Regions from separate parts of the Mus musculus genome. Here region 2 is linked to region 1. The links are chromatin contacts, called in public HiChIP or PLAC-seq maps. All regions are on one chromosome and are shown on one strand. The core of a region is the stretch at or near the end of the contact, and the rest is flanking DNA. Distances in the headings are between cores, read along the strand shown.

What was found. HiChIP or PLAC-seq counts read pairs in DNA pulled down with a chosen protein or histone mark.
Region 2: an H3K4me3 HiChIP or PLAC-seq map of pro-B cells shows a contact between it and region 1, with 11 times the contacts expected there. The contact joins the promoter of Senp2 here to the enhancer-like site in region 1. A contact is called at or near these places in 9 of 39 promoter capture datasets (the C10 cell line, the HPC-7 cell line, cranial neural crest and 4 more), 2 of 15 datasets of contacts at CTCF or cohesin (large pre-B cells and pro-B cells), 9 of 484 Hi-C or Micro-C datasets (B cells, cerebellum, embryonic limb bud and 4 more) and 5 of 115 datasets of contacts at active chromatin or transcription factors (the 230-238 cell line, the SCID.adh cell line, embryonic stem cells and 2 more).

The regions. Positions count from the first base shown.
Region 1 is chr16:21,486,987-21,490,025 of GRCm38.p6, reverse strand. The region is part of intron 20 of Vps8 (VPS8 CORVET complex subunit); the gene reads right to left. Among named protein-coding and RNA genes, the nearest start is that of Vps8, 65 kb to the right of the region's middle. Within about 2 kb of position 1,420, at least 6 of the 459 cell types and tissues checked have an H3K27ac peak or open chromatin away from gene starts, as enhancers often do. A contact at or near this core is called in the SCID.adh cell line and pro-B cells, where this site is marked.
Region 2 is chr16:22,007,880-22,010,918 of GRCm38.p6, reverse strand. Senp2 (SUMO/sentrin specific peptidase 2) reads right to left here and starts at 1,435. Exons shown (of 17, transcript NM_029457.3): 1 at 1,177-1,435. The coding sequence starts at 1,277.

The sequences.
Region 1 (3,039 bases), core at 171-2,670:
ATAAATAAGAAAATGTTATTAAACATATATTTTTTAATTGAAATAATTCCTTGTTTCTTATCAGACCACAATGGAACCTAGAAATCAACAGCAAACCTCAAACACTACACAAACATGTAAAGACCAAACAAAACCCTGGTAAAAAAACAGTAGTCCACAGAACCCAAGAGGAAACTTAAAAATTACCAGAACCAGATGAAACTGGTGGCACGCCCTAGTGGCGCAAGAACCAAAGGGAAAGGCTTACCATTCTAATCACTCATATTAAAAAATCAGAGAGATTTCAAAATAGGTAACCAAATGATTTGCCTCAGGGTTCTCGAGAAATAAGAAGCCACTAAAACCAAATACACAGACAGCAAAAAATAATAAAGATGGGGACAGAAATGGATGAAACAGTAAAGAGTAATTATATAAAATCAACCAGTGCCTCTTTGAAAAACATTAACAAGATTCACAATTCCCAAGCCAAACCAAGCAAAAACAAGTCAAACAAGGCCAAACGTATAAAGTTACAGATGGAAGAGACCTATCACCAACGAAATACACAAGGTTACTAGGAAATGCTTTTAAAATGTATATTCTCAAATGTGGAAACACCTAGAAGAAGCATGTTAACTTCTGAATGTGTACAACCTGCCCAAACTAAAGCCAGATGAAACCAACAATGCGCACAGACCCAAGAAGCTGTGGGACAGAAGCAAAGTGAAAAGTTTCCCACAGGCTCCAGCCAGAGCCGGGTTCTGGCCCAGGACTGGGCGGCATCAGTCTGAACTGAGCAGGAAAAATCTACCAACGCCTCTGAAACTGTCCCACAAATGGGAAGGAAAGGAACACTACAAAAGCCATTCTAAGAAGCTGGTATTTCCAGCAGCAAAACAAGGACACACGTACAAATCACACACACAAGCAAAATACAAACCACAACACACAATTTCCCTGATGAACACGGGTGCAAAAGGGAAGATGCCAAGACTATCCCTACTTGGAAGATGATGTCCTTAAAGGACCCCGTGGACTCTAGCAGAGAACTGCTCCATCTGTCAACACGGTCAGTACAGTGGCAGGAGACAAGGTCAGCTTTCTTATGCAGTAATACTGAATCTGCTAAGAAAGAAATTAGGAAGATTACCCCGTCCACAATTGACGAAGAAAAGGGATAAAACCATAACCAAGGAGGTAAAGGCCTGCACAATGAGAATGTTCCGACTTGAGGAAGGAGATGAACAAAACACCAGGTAATGGGGACGTCCGCTATGTTCCTGAGTTGGCAGAATTCATTGTATGGAAATGACTACATTACCAGAAGTATTCCACAGATTCACTGTAATACCTTCAAAATTCCAATGGCTGCCCTGAGAGGACATCATAACTGTTAAATAGCATTACCTATTGACTCCACGAGGAAAGTGTGGCTGCTGGCAGTAGGTACGAGGTGCCACCTGCTGGCAGGACACAAATTAGCACTACTGACATTTTAACCAGTAAAGCTCATTCTTCTGCCTCCAATAATAGCTTCTTTAATTTGTTTTTATTTTTTACATTTGTTTGTCTTAAGGCAAGGTCTCAGAGATCCAAGCTAGCCTTGTACTTCTAACTTTTCTGTTTCAGATTCCTACGTAATAGTATTAAAGATTAAAGTACAACAAACCTCCCAGATACTACAAACCCAAACTATGCCACCCAGCAAAGGAAGTCTTTTTATACAGTTCTTAGCACTGTGTGTGGATGGAGAAAGCCACTCCCAGGACATAAAGATATCAGAGGGAAGTCTCACGGATTTGGGAGATGGCTAAACTGGTAAAGTGCTTGTATGTATGCAGCATGAGAACTGGGTACAGTGCCCAGCACCCATGTAAAAGCTGGGTGTGGCAGCACATATGCAACCCCAGCACTGGAGAGGCACAGGCAGGAGAAGCCCAAGGGATTGCTACCCAACTATTCTACTCAAATCAGTGAGCTCCAGACTGAGTGAGAGAACAAGGTGAAGAGCCATAGAGGAAGACCCAGTATCAATCGCCAGCTTCCACATACACACAGCCACACATGTGCACACACAGACAGAGACAAATACATAGACACTGACAGACACAGTCAGTCATAGACAGAGAGACACGGAGACAGAAACAGATAGACACAAACAGATAAATATAGACATTGACAGACATAAGCAGAGACAGAGTCACAGACAGTCGCAGATGAGAGACACAGACAGACACAGAGACACACACAGACAGATACAGATACAGATAGACACAGAGACATAGAAAAACAGACTAGATACAGTCACAGACAGACAGAGACACTGTCACAATCACAGACAGACACAGACAGGAAGAGACAGACACACAGAACTAAGACAAACACAGACACAGAAACAGTCACAGACAGAAACAGACTCAGTTACAGACACAGACACAGGCAGGAAGCAAGAAAGGAAGGGCAGAATCTCAATGCTAGGAGTGGACTACCTCCTTATGAGTTGTTGGTCAGAAAGGCTCCACTGGTTCCCAAAACAATAAATACTATGACCATTGCTGTTGACTGCCCATGGCAACTCAATGGTAAGACCCAACTGTGCAAGGCACCAGGTGCTTTGGCTTCAGGCCATAAAGAAACAAAGCTGAACTTATTGACATTTCACAGTGCTAGAAGGTGCTATGTAGGCTGCTGGGGGAGAACTATCACTAATGTGAGGCTTTCAAGTTACAGCAGGTGCAAGCCAGTCAAGGTGTGCCCACTTAAGGGGATAGCCAGCGTTTTTCTGATTGGAGTTGAAGCCTGCTCTACAGGAGGGAACTCACTCTGGTAGCCTGATCAAAAGTCCAGTCCTAGTGAGGAAGCTACAACTGTTTTGCCAACTGGGCATGATGTGCCTCTCAACTTGCCTTCTACATATCCATGCTGATGCCAAAGCACTGCTGCTCTTAGGCCTGGTGAGAGAAGCTTTGACACTAGGCGGTGGTTAACGAGACAGGTGACCCTTAGTACTCAGATACCAGCTAAGAGGGTATCTACACCACCTGCCCCAAGGTACAT
Region 2 (3,039 bases), core at 186-2,685, 520 kb before region 1:
TTTAATCCCAGCACTCGGGAGGCAGAGGCAGGCCGATTTCTGAGTTCGAGGCCAGCCTGGTCTACAGAGTGAGTTCCAGGACAGCCAGGGCTGCACAGAGAAACCCTGTCTCAAAAAACAAAAGAACAAAACAAAACAAAATAACCCACGAGCCCCCGAATGTAGTAAAGAACAGAAAGCAGCTAGAAGTCAAGGCTGGCCAGGACACATCCACACTCAGGTTTGGGTCGGCATACTGCTGACTCCGAGGGACTATGAATGAAAATGTGAGGCGATCACCAGTCCCTGTTCGATAAATATGCAGTTTCATTGTGCACCAGATCCAGTTGGGGGAGAATAAACTATTCTTACATAAGCATCAGTTTGAGAACTTTATAACATCTTAACCGATTCTTATCTGAACCCCATGGAACTGTAGAAGCCATGGGACTACATGCTACAGTTTAGCGAACAACCAGTTTCACCAATGACCTACATTCCTGGAGTCATCTATGAATCATTTTGATCTACTTCCCCTAATCCAATCTTTTGTCCACTTCTCTTGACCTGGAAACAAAAATAATCACCATCATCATAATAATAAGTGAAGTAGACATAGCAGAGGAAGGAAAGGGAGGGAGAATGTAAGAGTGGGAGACAGGGGGGAGTATAGAAGTTGTAGAATATTTTGTTTTCTAGATAAACCCTTAAAAGGGAAGACACTGTAAAGTAAATAAAGGAGTAGATGCTAAGTACTAATATTTGTCATTTCCTTCTAATTTTAACCGAATCTTACAAGAGTGCGGTACGTAAATACTTTCTGCCTCTTACAAGGATGTTAAAGAACAGGACCATTCCCTTCCCCTGCAGCCCAACACACACACCCCGACAGTTGCTGTCGAACAAGACAACTGCTGTTCCTCGGTGCGAAGACAACAGCACTCGCAGTCAAACGACTACGGGCAAACTCCTAACCTAGTGACTCGCTCCTGCGCTGTCCGCCCGCGACGACACCGGGCGACAGGAGCCGTATCCGGCGAGCAGCACATCGCCGGCCTCCCGTTCCCCTTCCGCTCGCAGCTAGAGGGACGGACTCTCCCCAGGCCTCCGCGGTCCCGTAGTCGCCGGTTCCCACAGGCCCGCGGCGCCCAACGCCAGCGCGGGGGAGGGGACCCGACCGGCGCGCGGCCACCTTACCTGCTGGAGCGCCGCCTCTTGAGTAGGGCGCGGGCCCCGGGCGCGGGCCGCTCACACAAGCGAAGAATGGTGCCGAGAACCTTAGCCAGCCATCTGTACATTCCAGGCCTGAGCAGCAGCGGCGGCCGACACACCCCGAGACGCGAACCCCAGAGCTGTCGCCGCCGCCGCCGCCGCCGCCGCCGCCGTCGCCGCTGCCGCTGCCGCTGCCGCTGCCGCCTTCGCCGCTTCAGCCGTAGCCAGGATCAGGCGCGGACTTGTGACGCCATCAGAGGGCCCACAGATTTAACGTTCCCCGGGCTAGGGGAGGACTCTCTAGAAGCCGTTGACGTCACCTTCTTCCGCCCAACGGGAAAGCGGCCTCCGGAGTCTGAGCATGCGCAGTCTGGGCCTGCTCCTTGTAAGCCTAGCAACAGGAAGCGGGACGGGGAGAGCGGGCTCTTGCGCGGGTCTGACTGGCAGACCGAAGGGCGGGGCTTTCTCTTTGGCAGAGCCAGTCAGGAGTCGATCTCGGGACAAGGCCCACAGACCCAAACCACGTGTATCGATGCTGGGCCGGGAGAGCTACCCAAGCAACCCGACAGTGGAGGGTTCTGTAAAAGAATGCGCAGGGTGGAAAATAGGTCAGGTTAGTTAATGAGTATGTAAGGGTTTGCGCTTTATTTTGTATATACATTGGTCTAATACTTTACCCGGATTGCCGTCATGTTTACAGCAACCGGACACAGTGGGGAATTTTAGGAATGTCATAAAAACCAAAGGTATATAGCAATTAAACCATGTGCCTAAGAAAATGGAGCTAACCACTAGCATTTGAGCCAGTCTAACTATTAGGGCTCATTCCGCACGCATACGTGCAAGTTTACTGGGAGAGACATTTTCATAGATACTTATAAATTAGAATACAAGGTCACCTGCTTATGTGATAAATGATTGTAATGCGCAATGGAACTAGAGAAAGTTAAACCAGATGCTGGGGAGTGAGTAGGGCAGACGGACACGACTTCTTAGGAAAAGCTTCCGAGAAACAGGGACTGAATGATTCCTGTGGCCTTTTCTAATCAGCTTGTCTCTTCCCCTCAGCTGTCAGGTAGCAATCAATTCTCATTATCCTCTCTGGGAATGTATACACTTTTCTTTTCTTCTCTTCTCTTCTCTTCTCTTCTCTTCTCTTCTCTTCTCTTCTCTTCTTTCTTTCTTCCTTTTTGTTGTTTTGTTGTTGTTGTTGTTGTTGTTTTTTGAGACAGAGTTTCTCTGTATAGCCCTGACTGTCCTGGAACTCACTTTGTAGACCAGGCTGGCCTCGAACTCAGAAATCTGCCTGCCTCTGCCTCCCGAGTGCTGGGATTAAAGGAAAACCATTAGAAATAAATGTCTAAATAATATCTCCTATGGACTTAAGCATAATGTCTGGGAGTGCAGTCCCTTGAAGTATTAAAAACAGTCTCAAAGCCGGGCGGTGGTGGCACATGACTTTAATCCCAGCACTTGGGAGGCAGAGGCAGGCAGATTTCTGAGTTCAAGGGCCAGCCTGGTCTACAGACTGAGTTCCAGGACAGTCAGGGCTACACAGAGAAACCCTGTCTCAAAAAACAAAAACCCAAAAAACAAAAACAAAAACAGTCACTGCTGGGCATAGTGGCACATGCCTTTAATGCCGGCACTTGGGAGGTAGAGATAGGTGGATCTCTGTGAATTAGAGGCCAGCCTGGTCTACGCAATTAGTTCCAGAATAACCAGAACTAAGTAGAAAGACCTTCTCATAAACAAACAAAACAACAACAACAAAAACCAGGCTCTATCTTTCCTATTGGGTGTATAAGGCCATATGCTAATGAAAATTACCTGCCTAATGCACACACC